Linked DNA regions of Canis lupus: region 1 is linked to region 2. The links are chromatin contacts, called in public Hi-C maps. All regions are on one chromosome and are shown on one strand. The core of a region is the stretch at or near the end of the contact, and the rest is flanking DNA. Distances in the headings are between cores, read along the strand shown. Region 1 overlaps C10H2orf42. Region 2 holds the start of MXD1 (max dimerization protein 1).

The links. A called contact is a pair of places that touch in the nucleus more often than the background predicts.
Region 1: a contact with region 2 is called in a Hi-C map of blood, with 3 times the contacts expected there. The contact joins the enhancer-like site here to the promoter of MXD1 in region 2. A contact is called at or near these places in 3 of 9 Hi-C or Micro-C datasets (amygdala and blood).

The regions. Positions count from the first base shown.
Region 1 is chr10:70,027,783-70,034,698 of UU_Cfam_GSD_1.0, reverse strand. It overlaps C10H2orf42, which reads left to right. Exons shown (of 9, transcript XM_038551527.1): 9 at 1-766. It also overlaps a transcript of LOC102151723 not described here. Among named protein-coding and RNA genes, the nearest start is that of C10H2orf42, 31 kb to the left of the region's middle. Within about 2 kb of position 1,843, at least 19 of the 20 cell types and tissues checked have an H3K27ac peak or open chromatin away from gene starts, as enhancers often do. A contact at or near this core is called in blood, where this site is marked.
Region 2 is chr10:69,850,083-69,858,008 of UU_Cfam_GSD_1.0, reverse strand. It overlaps MXD1 (max dimerization protein 1), which reads right to left and starts at 6,246. Exons shown (of 6, transcript XM_038551517.1): 1 at 6,089-6,246; 2 at 5,322-5,421; 3 at 392-421. The coding sequence starts at 6,161.

The DNA of each region.
Region 1 (6,916 bases), core at 594-3,093, 180 kb before region 2:
AAATGGCCTTTTTGGTGCTGCTGTGTATAGTCTTCATCATAAATTGGGTGATATTCCTGGCTAGAAGTTTTAAAGGAACTAAAAGGAAACCAGCTCACTTTCCTTCTGAAAGGACTCCCGTTTAGAGTTTGCTTCAACCTTTTTCTAATGCTCTAAGAAGTTAGCAGCACTCCGCCTTAACACCAACAGTGTTGGAAGTTAATAATACCCTGGTTGGGGCAGAATGTTAAGGACCATCCTGACCGTTCCAGTCATGCCCTTTTATTCTGTTCTCAAATAAAGCACAGTGTCACTAGTTTTTCCAAAGTATTTCTCATGTTGGCCTGATTATGAAATTATAAACCTTTGGGGAGATTTAAGTAATAGTGAAATAGGAGAAAGAGGTCCACATGTCAAGGGAATGTTGACATTTCAAACGAATGCTTCTAATTGCTTAGTTCATTGATAGTTATTTCCTTCTTTATTCTCCAAAAAGTTTTAATAGCTGGTAAGATTCTGTTCCTGTTGCTGAGTTCATTGATCACAGAATGGAGACACTGAAAGACACAGAAGTAAAAGCCTGTCTTCAGGGAGAAAAGAAGGGAATGACATTTCCTATATGCCTACTATGTGCCAGGCACTCTCATTTACATTCCCAGTCATTTTCCTCGTTTAGTCCTCATTATTCTTTGAACTTAGGCATTACCCCTTCTTTTAAGTTAAACACATACCCTCTCTGAGGCCTCTTGCTGGAAACAGCATTAAAAATATTTCATTTTACTGCAAAGGACATATTCTTTCTACTTTATCATGTTGCTTTGATATAAATTCCTTGTAATTCGTTGTCCTTGGGAACACAAGAAAAATCCGTAAGAAGAAGGCTCTTGGTTTTCTTTAGACTGCAAGTAACAAAAATCCAACTCTAACCACGTCTGGCAAGAATGGGAATGAATGACTGGTTCGTGGACTCTAAACTAGGGCTGGACAGCCGTCCTGGGGCGGCCGGGGGTGGGACTAGGCCTCAGGAACCCTGCAGCCCTGTCCGTCTGACCCATCACTGTGTGTCCTGGGATTTCACTCACTCTCGGCACCAAGCAGCTCCTTCTGGCCCGAATTCTGGCTGAGAATTCGGCACCTGAAGTGTGACTTCCACACTAGAGCAGGGACCGGCCACTGTGCTCGGTCTCTCATCCAAAGGGCAAAGACCCACAAGGAAGACTGGCGTTTTGGTAAAAGCGAGAGCTGTGCCCCTCCAAGGGGCAAATTAAGTGTCTGTCCTATGTGGTTGGGGACACTTGTGTGGAGAGCTCACAGACGCTTTAGACGCTGGTGGAGTTCCTCGAGGAGACTCCGGAGAGGCCCGCAGAGAACTCAGAACTTGCACTGGGCTTTATTTTTTTTATTTTTTTATATTTTATTTATTTATGACAGATACAGAGAGAGAGAGAGGCAGAGACACAGGCAGAGGGAGAAGCAGGCTCCATGCACCGGGAGCCCGACGTGGGATTCGATCCCGGGTCTCCAGGATCACGCCCTGGGCCAAAGGCAGGCGCCACACCGCTGCGCCACCCAGGGATCCCTGCACTGGGCTTTAAAGGAGAAAAGATTTGTGTAGATAAGAAGAGGAGAAATTAAAATTAGGTAAAGCAGAGTCTTAAGGGACTGATGATGGTCCCTGTGGATTCTGGATGTCAGATTACAAAGTCTACTGGACGTTTTGAACAATGATGCGGAGTCCTTTCAAATGCACGTCATCTATTTGTGGGAATATCAGGTTCCCTTCATGTCTCTGCCACCCCTCCAGGCTAGCAGGCCGCCCAGAGCGCGGTGGCCTGGGTCACGTCTGGGTCACCTGCACAGAGACAGGACGACGGGTGCCAGGGCCTGCCGCCTGGTGCGCCCGCTGCGGCCGCCTGGGGCGGATTCCTGATTCCTCGCCCCGCGGCCGCGGCCCGCGTGTATGTCGGCAGGAGGGTGACCTCACCCGCGCCCTCCTTCTCTGTTCTTTATCCCCCGGGTTGATTTCCTAGTTTTCTTCCTTTGCATTTTGTGGTATTTCCTGGTACTCCTTATTGGACGCTTTTTATTTTTTTTTATTCTTAGTGTTTTATTCATTTAGTGGCGGCTGCACGCAGCCTGGGCTCCGGCCGCCCGGGTCAGGGCCCCCCCCCCGCCCGCGCCCGGGCCCGGGCCGGGGCCTCCAGCGGGACGAGCTCGCCGCACTGCCCGCGCGGGGCCCGCCGAGAGGCTGGGCTGTGGCGCCGCCCTGACTGCCCCCTCCCTGCTCGGACCGTCCGTCACGGACGCCGGCACCGGGCCCCGCCCCACAGGCACAGCCGCGCCGGCAGGTCACGCGGCGGCCCCCCCGCGGGTGACGTCACGCACCCCGCTTCCGGCCGCGGCGGCCGCGCGCTCTCCCGCCAGGCGGCGCCGCGGAGCGTCCTGCCCTCGCCGTCTGCGCAGCCTCGCGGGCGCCCGGGACACGTCACCGGCTTCGCGTCCTTTCTGGAGCGCGCGGGAAGGCGAGCGCGCGGCGGGTGACGACAGCGGGGTTCCCCGCGCGGGGGCGGGGCGGGGCGGGGCGGGGCCGCGGACGTGGCGCGCGGGAGGGCGGCGGAGGCGGCGGCGGCGGCGGAGGGCTGACTGCGCCACACCCGCCTCGTGACCCGCCGCGAGGCCCGACGCGGCAGACGCGCTGACGGGGCGGGGGGCGGCGCCGGGCGCGGCCGCTCCCACACCGTCCTTGGCCCCCGCCGCCGTCGGGCGGGCTCCGGGGAGCCCCGCGCCTCCCGACCCGCCGCGGGCTGGGCCCCGACTTCCGGGCACCGTCGGGTCGGAGCCCGCGCTGCGGCGGCGCGTCCTGGGGACGGGGGCGGGGGCGGGGGCGCGGGCGGGAGCGCGTGGGGTCGGGCGGCTCCTCGGCCGCGCTGGCCCCGCCCCCGCCCCGTGGCCCCGCCCCCGCCCCGTGGCCCCGCCCCCGGACGGCGCTGGCCCCGCCCCCGCCCCATGGCCCCGCCCCAGCCTGCGGGCCCCGCGGCGCGGGAGGGCGGGAGAGCCGGGCGCGGGGAGGGCGCGGGTTCCAGGCCCGGCCGCGCTCGCCGGCTGCCCGTGTGCCGGAGCGAGGCGTTGGGTTACCCCCAACGTCGGTGTTTTCCCGTAAGATACGGGCCGCCCCGCCCCGCCCCGCCCCGGATACGGCGGCCGGCCCCGGCGTGGCGCGGGCAGGCGATGGCCCGTCGAAGTGTGCAAGTTGGTTTCCACGCTGTGCCCGGCTCTGGCCCTGATCCCGGCCGTGAGGACCGGACCCGGTGGCTCCGCGCGCAGGTCTTCAGGAGCCGGAGCGAACGTTGTCTGGCAGGCGCTCGGGCCTGCCCGGCCTTGGGGGAAGACCCCGCCCCCGCCCTCCCACCCCCCGCACCCCCCGCACCCCCCGCACCCCCCGGCCCAGGGGGCACCATGACCCAGTCGGTGGAACCGGGGCCTCGTGAGAAGGGGGTGTTTACTGGGGTTTTCCGCGGCGCGACCCCGTGAAGGCACCTGCCGGGAGGGCAGCCCTGCGCGGAGCCTTCTCAGAGTCCCGCGGGTCGGGCGGGCCGGCGAGTCCCCGCGGCTTCCGCGAGGCTGTCCCAACCCGGTGGAGACGCCGTGTCGCGGAGGGAGCGCACCTGACGCATCCCCGGATGCTTGTGTAGCAGGTGTCACCCGCCGGGCCGGGGTTCTCACAAGCCGCCGTCCTGGTTTCCGCCGCGGTGCCGCTCGGGGAGGTCCCGCCTGCGCCTGGGGGAGCTGCGTGTCCCCAGCAAGGGGACGAGGGCTGTGCGGGCGCCCCGGGGCGTGCTGGGCTCTCCCCTGGGCCAGGGACGCTTGGGGCCCTGGGACACCCTCGCGCACAGGTGAGGGCGGTCCCCCCCCACCTCGGAAGCCCCCCTTCCTGGCCATCAAAGCAAAACCAGGGTTTGTTTTGTTTTGTTTTGTTTCAAAACCAGGTCAAGGGACGGACAAAGGGCAGCATTTGTGGCTCCGAAGGCAGCCTCCCCGCCTGGCCTCTCCGGGCGTGTTCAGGGAGTCCTGCTGCCTACCGGACCGGCCTTTTCTTAGCTCCATCTGGCAGGAGCCACCTCCCCCTGCACCTGCTGCCTCCACAACCGCTGCTCATTCGCAGTCGGCGACGCAGAAGGCGGAAACGTGGTGCCCGTGGCCTCCGGCCCTGACCCGCGTGGGGCGGCCGCGTTCTCCGGCAAGGCCGGCGGCCTCACCGCTGCGGCGGGTGCAGGCGGGACTGCAGGACCCGGAGGAAGGCAACAAAGGCAGAAAGCCCGTGTCCGTTTTCATGTGTTGTTTTTTTTTTTTTCTTTTTTAATCGTGAGCTTGGCTAGTGCAAAAGAGAGAACTTCCAGGATGAGGCGAGCTAACAAGGACCAGTTCCGTAAAACCCTGGGGTTGGTGCGTTAATGCTCCGGCTCAGAGCGAGGCAGGTAGTTTCTGCTCGAGCGAGCAGACGGGGGCCCGGAGCAGGGCCACTGCGTAGGCGCTTTCGTTTGGTTTTCCTTTCCCTTTGCTGCCAAGGCCGGCGTCCTTCTGCCTGACTCGGCGGATCTCGGGCCGGACTAGACGGCTGCCCGTCGTCCAGTGGCAGGAGCGTCTTCTGTCTGGGCGAGTACAGCCTCCTCGCTGGCCAGGGAAATCCGCGCGAGGGCCGATTAGCCGCCCGGGGACACAAGCCTTCAGGTTGTAAACGCGCCGCCTAAGTCTGAGGACACCCCGAACACTGACGGGACGACCGAGAGCGGTCTCAGGGCGCAGGGGCTGGAAAGCCTTGTATCTAGGTTGGGTCTGTGGGATCCCTGGGGGGCTCAGCGGCAGAGCGCCTGCCTTCGGCCCAGGGCGTGACCCCAGAGTCCCGGGATCCAGTCCCACATCGGGCTCCCCACAGGGAGCCTGCTCCTCCCTCTGCCTGTGTGTGTGTGTGTGTGTGTCTCTCTCTCTCTCTCTCTCTCTGTGTGTCTCATGAATAAGTAAATAAAATCTTAAAAACCATTTAGGTTAGGTCTGATGGATTGCGTTTTGGAGACCTGAACACCAGGGCCGGGCCATCCTTGGGGCACAGAAGCAAGGCCCAGCACCCGAAGGCCTTGACTCGGGACTTGGGCCCCGTAATTCCCTTGGTCAGACGGTTCTGGAAGGGGGAACAGCGGCCGTGCCCTAAGAGAGCGGCGACCTCGGTTCCGTACTTTCCCTCCAGGTTCCACATTTAGCGAGCAATCGAGACCTGAGGAAGAGACGAGCCAGTCAGGGCGGTTAAAGGGGTCCAGTCCCTTGAGCGTCTGCTGCCCTTCGTGGGAACCCACACACCCGCTGCCTTTTGTCTGTATGGCCCTCGGCCTCCGCGCGGGCTTAGTTAACGGAGGTTTGAGAGGTGGGTCCCCTTGCGGTGGGACGATGGGCCAGCCTGAGGGTGCAGGGCTCGGGTCCGGTCCGGGTCCTTGCTCTGATTCACGGGGTAAGCTCTGCCTCGCCGGGGCCTGTGGGCCTGTGGGGCCGGCGGGCGGCAGGGGCGCAGGGCCGGGAAGCCAGCTTTCCAAGGAAATGCTGTCCTGGTCTCATTGTTGGCTTTCCTGTTGTGGTCGCGTCCAGGAAAATTGTATCATCAGCCCAAGGCCGAAAGTGCCAGACTGTGGCGGGTGATACAGGCATCGCGTGCGTGGATTTGGAGGAAGGTGAGATGGGGTTGGGAGGTCCAAGGATGGTGCCCCCAGAAGGCTGGAGCAGACAGAGCTGTCGGGGGCCCGTGCCGCTGCCCCGGGACCGAAGTTCCCCTCCAGGGCCGATGGGAAGTATGTGGTCAGCTGATCCCTTCACTGGTTTTTTTTTGCTTGTTTGTTTTTCTTAATTTTTTTTTTAAGATTTTATGCATTTATCTGACAGAGACAGCGCGAGTGGTGGGAGGGCAGAGGGAGAGGAAGACCAGCAGGGCCCGCAGAGCAGGGAGCCCGACCCGGGGCTGCGACCCAGGACCCCGGATCGTGCCCTGAGCCGACGGCAGCCACAGCCCCGGGCCACCCGGCGCCCCGTCCCTTACCTGTTAAGCCAAAGGGAAAACACTGTCGTGGCGGGAGAGGGCGTGGCAGGCTCCAGAGGGAAGGAAGGAAAAACCCGCTATGGATTCACCGTTTGTTTATTCAACATTTATTGAGTCCCACGTGCAGGCGGCGAGCGAGGCCCCGCGGATCCGGAAACGGACGCAGCGCGCGGGAGCCGTCCCTCGGGCAGGTTCACGGTCCGGGTGGGGGGGGCAGGGAGGGCGCACGTGCTACGGGGAAGTTAGAGCAAAGGGTGGGAGTCGGAAGTGTGCTGAGGTGTTTAACTCCCAATTTTTTTTAAAGATTTTATTTATTCCTGAGAGACCCAGAGAGGGAGGCCTAGACCCAGGCCGAGAGAAGCAGGCTCCCTGCGGGGAGCCCGACGCGGGACTCGATCCCGGGACCCCCGGGTCACTGGGCCGAGGGCAGACGCTCCACCGCTGAGCCCCCGGGCGCCCCCATCCTCCCGATTTTAGATGAATTACGGGCACCGTAACCTAGAGGCGCAAGGACAGAGTTTGGTCTTTTTCTGTGGCTTGGGGTTGGCCGGTTACGGCCCAGGAGAGTTGGCCTGTGAACAGGCCTCGTGGCCGGGAAGACCGAGCCGAGGCCGGGGCGGAGCGTCCTCCTGCGAGGGTGGGGGGGGGGTGCAGGGGGGCTGGGGGGGATAGGGGGGGCCAGGCCGGGACGGAAGAGGGGAGGCCGGGCCTCTGGTGCCGTAGGAGGTCGCTGGGCTGCAGGCCTACGAGGCCCACCTGAGCTCGGAGTCTGGGCCAGACGCTCGGGGCTGCCAAGGTCACCGCGGTCACCGCACTGCCTGGCGCCCGAGGGGGCTGGCGTCCCCTGACGGGGTGCGG
Region 2 (7,926 bases), core at 4,997-7,496:
TGTGTATTTATATATATCTGGGTGTGTACATGATTTAAGACGGAACTACCAATTATATTCAGTAGCATGTAATTTTTTTTTTTTTTTAAAGACACTATTTGTGGAAACACTGCTCATGACCTAAAATGCTTTGGCCTGTGAAACGGTCACCCAGAAAGGCACTTCTGAGGAGGAGCAGGTCCCAGGAGCGAGGAGAGGGGGTGGCCTCTGGAGCCTGCAAGCCCTGCATCTACTTAAGTGGTTTAGGGGCGCGCTGCCTACATGACTTGAGGAAACCCTTACATCAGGGGCTACTTGTGGGAAGAGCCAAGAAAAAAAAAAAATCCAAGTCTCTGAGATCAGAGGATACATCAAAACGACCCTCATCCCACCCTCAAAATCCCCAACTCACCTATTCTTCTCCATTTCATTGTGAGTTGATCTGAAAGAAGGAAAATAAGAAAAGAGTAAGATTCTTCTGGTCTTAAAGGACTATTTCAGCACCAATACAATTATTTTGACCTCTTTCTCTCCAAAGTTGGTAAAGAGAAAACAGAAAAAAGGAGGAAAACTCGGCGGGCTCTGCTAAAGAAATGAGCCCCTCTGAGGAGTTAGATAAACGTAAATATCTAAGATAGAGTTCAAGGAGAAGTGACAAACTTAAGAGGCACGCGATCCCTGGTGGAAATGTAATCCATTTTAAGAAAGGAAATAAAAGGGGTCTATTTATACAAAGAGAAAAACAGCTGCGCAATGTGATGTGAATTCGGGTTAGAGAACACCAGAGCCTCCTCCGGGCTGGGGGCAGAGCAGCGGAGGTGCCAGGCCTCCAGTTTTTTCTACGTGTAGTGTATACGCCAAAATTTTATGCTAAGTTATTTAACAACAGGATACGATTTTAAGTGGGTAAAAATAATCCCTCTTCCCTCAATCTTTCTACTCTGTGATGCCATTATTTGATCACGTACAAGCTCCTGAAAAACGCTGCTGGTGAACAGCTACCAAATGATTTCAAGAAGGGGCCTCTAAAACTCCGCTGCACGTAAAGAGGATCACACCGGTCAAGGCCACAGGTGGGTGCAGTGTGAAGTCTAGCCTCGCACTGACTGGCACTGGAGAAGAAACACAGCTCTTTACCTTCGCGTCCTCGGTTAACCCTTCTGTAAAATGGGAGTAAAAATGATCGTCCATTATCTACTGAACACACGTAGATCAGTGAGGAAGCAGCTGTAAACGTGATTAGAGAGCCCTGGACGAAAGCTGCGGGAGGCGGGAAGTCCTGTTATTAAGGGGTTTATAGCCGACCTTGAATTATAAGGTCTGGCCTAAGAATTTGTGGACAGGTTTTCACAGAAGTCACAGGAAGCCCGTCAATGTGGCCAATTCAGTGTCCTCCTCACACAACTCCTCCCTAATGATAAATTTGAGGAATCTCCCTCAAGTCTTGACCTTTCTTAATGGACATTCTCTGGAGTCTAACCAGTTTGGGAGAGGACACCCTGGCTCAGATCATGAATTCTATGTGGCCACAGTCAGAACCTTTCTGGACCTATAGAGAAATTCTCATGGAGAAACGGGACCTCTGTGAAGGCTCAGCCACTCGTTCCTATCAGGGGCAACCACCCGCGAGCTCACTCACACCAGAGAAGGGCGGGGGGTGGGGGAGGTAGGCGTGTGGCTTTATAAATGGGAAATTTCCAGTCCAGCAATAAAACTTCTCTTCCACAACATCAATTTGTGGGACGTCAATTTTTGTTAGCCAGGAAAAAAATAAACATTAAAAAAAAAATCAAGAAAATAATGGCAGTATTTGAAGTTTTAGAATATTGGTTTTCTAGATAGAGGACCTCAAAATTGGTTACCTTACAAGCTCTACATTGATTCACTTGGTTTTTCCCTCAGCCTTGTTCAGTTACATTTTTCTGAAGGTTCGCTTCCTGCCGCGGCCAGCAGGATAGCGCAGTGGACAACAGGCCAGCACTGTAAACCTTTGGCTTTAAAGCACGTGGCATTTTAGTTTTACCAGGGAACAACAAGTTCAAAGTCTGACAGGTTTTTTAAATGGATAAAAGTATATGATAGCAGCTGGTCAGGATTTCCCTGCTTAACTGCAGGCCAGGACCCTCCCAGGAACGGGGTGGAGGAGAGACGGGTGGATATTTGAAGAGAATAGAATCTCTGATTGCAGCAAATAGCACACAGGGCACTCTTACCCAAAATTTCTAGATTCCTTAAAGGTATATATATAAGAAAAGTTAAACTTTTAAACAAATCCATAGGAAGGACAACTCTTTCCAAACTTTGAACAGTCTTGGAAACTCCAGATGGTATTTGCTTCCTTAAGAGTATCCGACACATTGTGATCTGTACAAGGGGACGTACATCTACCGGCTAAAGCATTACTGAGGTGCACCTGGGGGACTGAACAGAGTTTGTCGTTAATGAAAGTAAGCCTTTCAAGAACGATCCTGTTCAGAGACTGCCAACTCTGTTAATGGGTAAAGACTTCTATTTTTAATTAAAGCATAAGAATACACAGGTACCTTGTGTCAAAAGTATTTTTTTTCCATGTGGTTACTGGAAGATTTGATGACTCTGGAATGGCTGGTAAAGGTCAAATATCACCATTTAAAAAATATATCCTAACAAGGGGCACCTGGGTGGCTCGGTCGGGTAAGCGTCGGACTCTTGATCTCAGTTTAGGGCTTGATCTCAGGGTCATGAGTTCAAGCCCTGCACCGAGTTCCCTGCTGGGCACGGAGCCTACTTTAAAAAAAAAAAAAAAAAAAAAAGGAATATCTGTATATTCATTCTCACAAAAAGATGACTAAGCCAAACTACAGAGTGTAGGAGAATGGGGAAAGTTGTTGGGTTTAAAAAGACTCTCCTTGTCAGCTCAGCTGAATAACCACTGTTACATTCAAGAGCTAGCTGGCGGGTCCTGAACTTCCTCTTTCACGAGGGCCAAAACCTGCTTTACAATTTAGCAAAATATACCTTTAAAAACTCTGGATTTCAATTCTAAATTATTAGTAACTGATTTAAAAAGTCATTAGGGGGAAAAAAAAAAAGATTCCACTTCCCTGTATTCCAGTAGCTCTCTGGATGATTCTGAAACAATCAATATTCACGATTTCATTTTTGTTTTTGTTTTTTTAAACAAGCAACTAGAGGAATTGGATTAAGATCTGCATTTTTAGTTCCCAAGAGGCTGGGATATGTGGCTAAATTTTATTTTTTTAATTGTCCAAGGAAAAGTAGCCTCCGACTCTACAAGCAAAGAGCACAGCGTTTCAACCTGAATTAAGAATAAACTGTTATCCGGCGGTTATGTAAAGCGGCAGTAATCTCTCCATCGCCCTTACCTCAGTTCAGAACCCTGCCCATATGTGGTCTTGGAGAGGAGTCTAATTCAAATCAAGGGTGGGGGGCAAACTGCGTTCTCTGGGGAGACAGCTCACGGCTCAGGTAAGGGTCATTCCCAACGGGGCATGAAGGAAGTGACCACAGTAAAACAAAACAACCTGCTCTTGCTTCACGTTTGCTTGGTGCCATCTCCAGGCTTAATCACGGCCTCTCGGAGATCCGGCACCACGCAGGTACTACGCTAATTCATTATTAGTCAGGAATATGGGAAACTGTGACAGCCTCTGGTCTGTAACCGTGGAAAGCACACCAAGCCCATTAACAGAAGAGAGCTCTTCCCAAACTCAGAAGTCACAGCTATTTTCTCCGTAATAACGTTGGATATTAAAGAGAATCTGCTTCGTGGCTTGCGATTCTCAGCTATCATTATTTTTCTTTCCTAATCACCTTCGGGGACCAGCCTACTTCTCTCTCTCAACACCCTTTGCTCTTCCTCTCCCCACCACTGAACCTCCCCCAACTTTCCTGCGAAACTTAGGAAAAAATAAAGTGCTGAGGATTAAGCCTTGACGAGTAAGGTGGACAATTCCTCCTAAACCATGAACGGACAGGAATAAAAGCAACAGTTGGGCTACCTTCTCAGGAAAAAATACGCCAACAAGCTTCAAAATTCTTCCAAAAATTAAAAAAAAAAAAAAAAAAAAGACTAACAAGATGCAACACAGCTAAATTGTTTTATAGCACTGCAGGATACAAGTCAGGCCCTAATACCCACACACGGATCTATTCGCTACCACTTTCAGGTAACGCGGAAGATGGGAGGGAAAGAGAAAACTGTGGGGTGGTTAATTACCAGGTTCATCCCTCACGTGCCTTCCTTCCTCGGCAAGAGCCCAGCACATGGGTGCTGCTCACATCCTGTGGTTCTAGCAACACTAAGGACAATGGGATGAATCAAGGACAACAGCAGCAGCAGCAAGAACAAGTGGGTTTAGGTTTAAGTGGGACCTCCTGGCTTTTAGTGGTGTGTGTGACGTCACAGGGGGTGACCAAATACAGTTACTTGCAGGGAGTTATACATGACGGCGGGAGAGGAATAAGGATTGTAAGCCAGTGATGAAAATGTGAGGGGCTTTAATTTACTGGAATGAAAGGTATAAGTAAAGAGACCTAACAGGTTTCCTAGCTAACTTATATTTTAAGGGCAAAGAGGGGGGAAAAAAGGGGGTAGGTTTATTGAGTTCTCATTTATAGAGTACTCATAGGTACTCAGGGCTTTAATGTGATTTCACGGACCCTTAACCACCTGCTTTCCAGTGAGATTCACAGATTTTAAGAACTATAAGCCAAACGTAAAAGGATCGTGGCATATTAATATTTTAATATTAATCCTCCATCACCAAAAGGGAGGTTTCAACCTCAATCATTCCTCTTTGCCATTATAAGTAGATGTAACAGAGGAGATAAACCATTGCATTTAATTTACATGTCGAATATGAAGTCCTACCCCTAAGGCTAAATCAGATACTTTAACGTGTCTGTACAATCTTCACTATGAAAAGTAAAAGAAACGGATAACGTCCAGCCTCTTTGATTATTTAAAAAAAAAAAAAAAAAAAAAAAAAAAGCTTGCCCTGAATCTGCAACTTCTGTAGGCAAAATATTGTCACGGTTACCAATCTCACTGGAAGTTTCCACAGATTTTTGTTGTTGTTGTCGTTGTTCCAAAAGGGAAGAAAAGCAAAAATTAAGTTTAAAAAGTTCATAAAGAAGCGCAAAGCTTTTCCATTTCTCCTTTCTGTCCCCTCAACCCAAACAGAAGGGCTGCTTCCTCCAGTGGCTTAGGACCATGTGCGCCTTCCTGAATCCTGATCGCCACTTAACGCATTTTCCTGGGTCATAATCACCACAGGCCACTTCCATTCTGCAGTTTGTATCGTGATCCGAGAGAGAAAGAGAAAGATTTACGAAATTACCTGCTACTGCTGTTATTCTTCTTGGATTTGTTCCTCCGTTTTAAGGCATCTCTGTCCTTGTTACTGTAGGGTAACATGGAGGCATAACCATGTTCAGCTTCTAGAAAACCGGAGGACCCAGTTAATGAATGAGCCTGGAACCTTCAACACTCCCCCCCCCCCCAGCCCCCTGCACAGGAGCTCCTTGTAGACCTTATTTTTCATCACGAGCATGTGATGAAAAGAAATTTCTGTGTCAAGAAATAAGCGATGCAAGGTGGAATTCTTAGAACAAGGATTTCTTTTTTTTTTTTAAACTCCTCCCTTAAATTGTGTGAGCACCCTCAGTCCGGAGCAGGTGCAAGGAGCGAGCGAGCTGCTCATTGTTGAGGCTCAGCTCGCGGAGCCCGGGCTGCCCGCTGGGGACGTCCCGCAGGTTGGTGCGCCCTGCGCGGGGCGGCATCCCGGGCACCCCGAGCACCCCGGGCACCCCGCGCACCCCGAGCACCCCGGGCACCCCGCGCACCCCCGGCACCCCGAGCACCCCGTGCACCTAGCGCACCCCGTGCACCCCGAGCACCCCGTGCACCCCGAGCACCCCGTGCACCCCGAGCACCCCGGGCACCCCGCGCACCCCCGCCCCCCCGGGCGGAGCGGCCTCCCCTCGCACCGCGCGTGGGGCAGCCGGAGGGTTGGAGGCGCTCGCGGTCGCGCCCTCCGCCCCCCCAGCGGCCGTGCCCCGCAGAGCCCCCGGCCCCGGCCCGGCGCGGACCCCCGGCCCCGTGCACCTCTCTCCCGCCGCTCCAGGTAGTCGGCCGCCTCCAGCAGCATCTGGATGTTCATCCGAACCGCCGCCGCCATTCTGCACCGGGGGCCGCGGCCGCGGGACCAACCCCCACCGCTCGGGCTCGCCGCCGCCGCCGGGCCCCGCGGAGCAGGGCGGGGAGAGCCTGTCGGGCGACCGCGCTCGCCGGGAGGGAGGGGCCCGGGGCGCTGGGCGCCGCCGACACCGTGACAGCAGCCGGGGAAGAGCCGCCGCCGCCACCGCCGCCGAGTGTTTATCTCCGACTCACCATCCCCCCGCCCCCAGGCCCTGCTCTTGACAGGCCCGCTCCGGCCGCGCTCCCCATTGGGCGCCCGGAAGAACGCCCCGCCCCCGGCCTTGCCCGATTGGGGAGACGCGCCGCGGCCCCGCCCCCTGGGGTCCGCTCCTCTCTCTGGTTGGTCACGCTTGACAAGGCCCGGGCTCCGCCCCCTCCTCCCAATTGGCGGCCGGGTTCGCGACTCCGCCTCGTGCTCCTTGCCCGCTGCCCATTGGCCCGACGCCGACGGCCCCGCTCTGCCTTGCCGCCATTGGCCGGAGCGGGGGCAGCGAGCCGCCTTGCCGGCCTCCCATTGGCGGAGCCGCCGAGACCGCCCAGCCCCGGTGACGTCACCTCGCCGGCCCGGCGGACCCGGGAGGCGGTGAGCGGCCGAGCTCCCGAGCTCCCGAGCTCCCCGGGCCGCGCCGGCTGCGGGGCTGCCCCGGGCGCGGCGCTGACTCACCGGCCGCCGCGGACCTGGGCGCCGCCGCGCATCCCCCGCAGCGAGGGCGCCGGCGGCCTGGAGGGGCCGGGCCCCCGCGGGCGCCACGTGGCTCGCGCCCCCGCCCCCGCCCCCGCCCCGGGCGCCCTGCACCTGCGGGATGACCCGCGTCCTATCACGACGTTCTTTGACCTCAGTCTCGTTCAGGGTCTTTCCTTCCCTTTTAATTGTCGATGAAAACGTTTAAGAAAAAAAAAAAAAAAAAAAAAAAAAAGCTTTCTCTGCTCAAGACTATGGATGGGGTTTGTGGGGGGGGGGGGCGGTGCCAATAGAAATATATGGAACTAAAAAAATTAAGGATTTAAGCCCTATCAAGATTTTTGAGAGGAGAGCCGGCTGGAGGCCCAAGTTACCCTGTTAATATACTGACATCTGCATTTTAAAAAGGAAGAATAAATGTCTTGGTCAGCTTGGACAGATTCCATACAGCTTAAAAAAAAAAGTTTACTGTTGCCAATACATGAAAATAAGAGCTTTACTGTTTCACGTGCATTATCACTAGTCCTCCGTGCAACCCCATTAGGTAGGTTAATTATCTACATTTTGCATACAAGGAAACGGACCCAGAGACGCTAAATGACTTTCCTTGTCATCCATTTAGCCAGAGATGGAGACTGAACCCAGATGTGTTTCGCCTGGAACCATATAAACACTTGCTTTCAACAGGAGTAAAAAAATAGATTTCCAAAAAAAAAAAAAAAAAAAAAAAAGAAAAAAGAAATAGATTTCCAGACTGACTCACAAACTCTGACCCCCAAACAGTGGGGGGAAGAAGAAGAAAAACATGTAAATGTAATCATGATGGGAATTTTTTGAACATGTCCTTTTTAATGGTTGACAAATCCATTAAAATTAAATAAAGTCAACAGAACTAACAACTAGAATGAACGTTATAGACCATGCCTGGCGTATAGGGAACATTTCCTGGTTTTGATGGTAAACTGAATAAAAGCTTATTCTTTATGAAAGCTAATACACTCAAGATAAAGGTTTTCAAGAAAGCACAAAGAGAAATGAGAATGGGGATATAACATTTTTAACG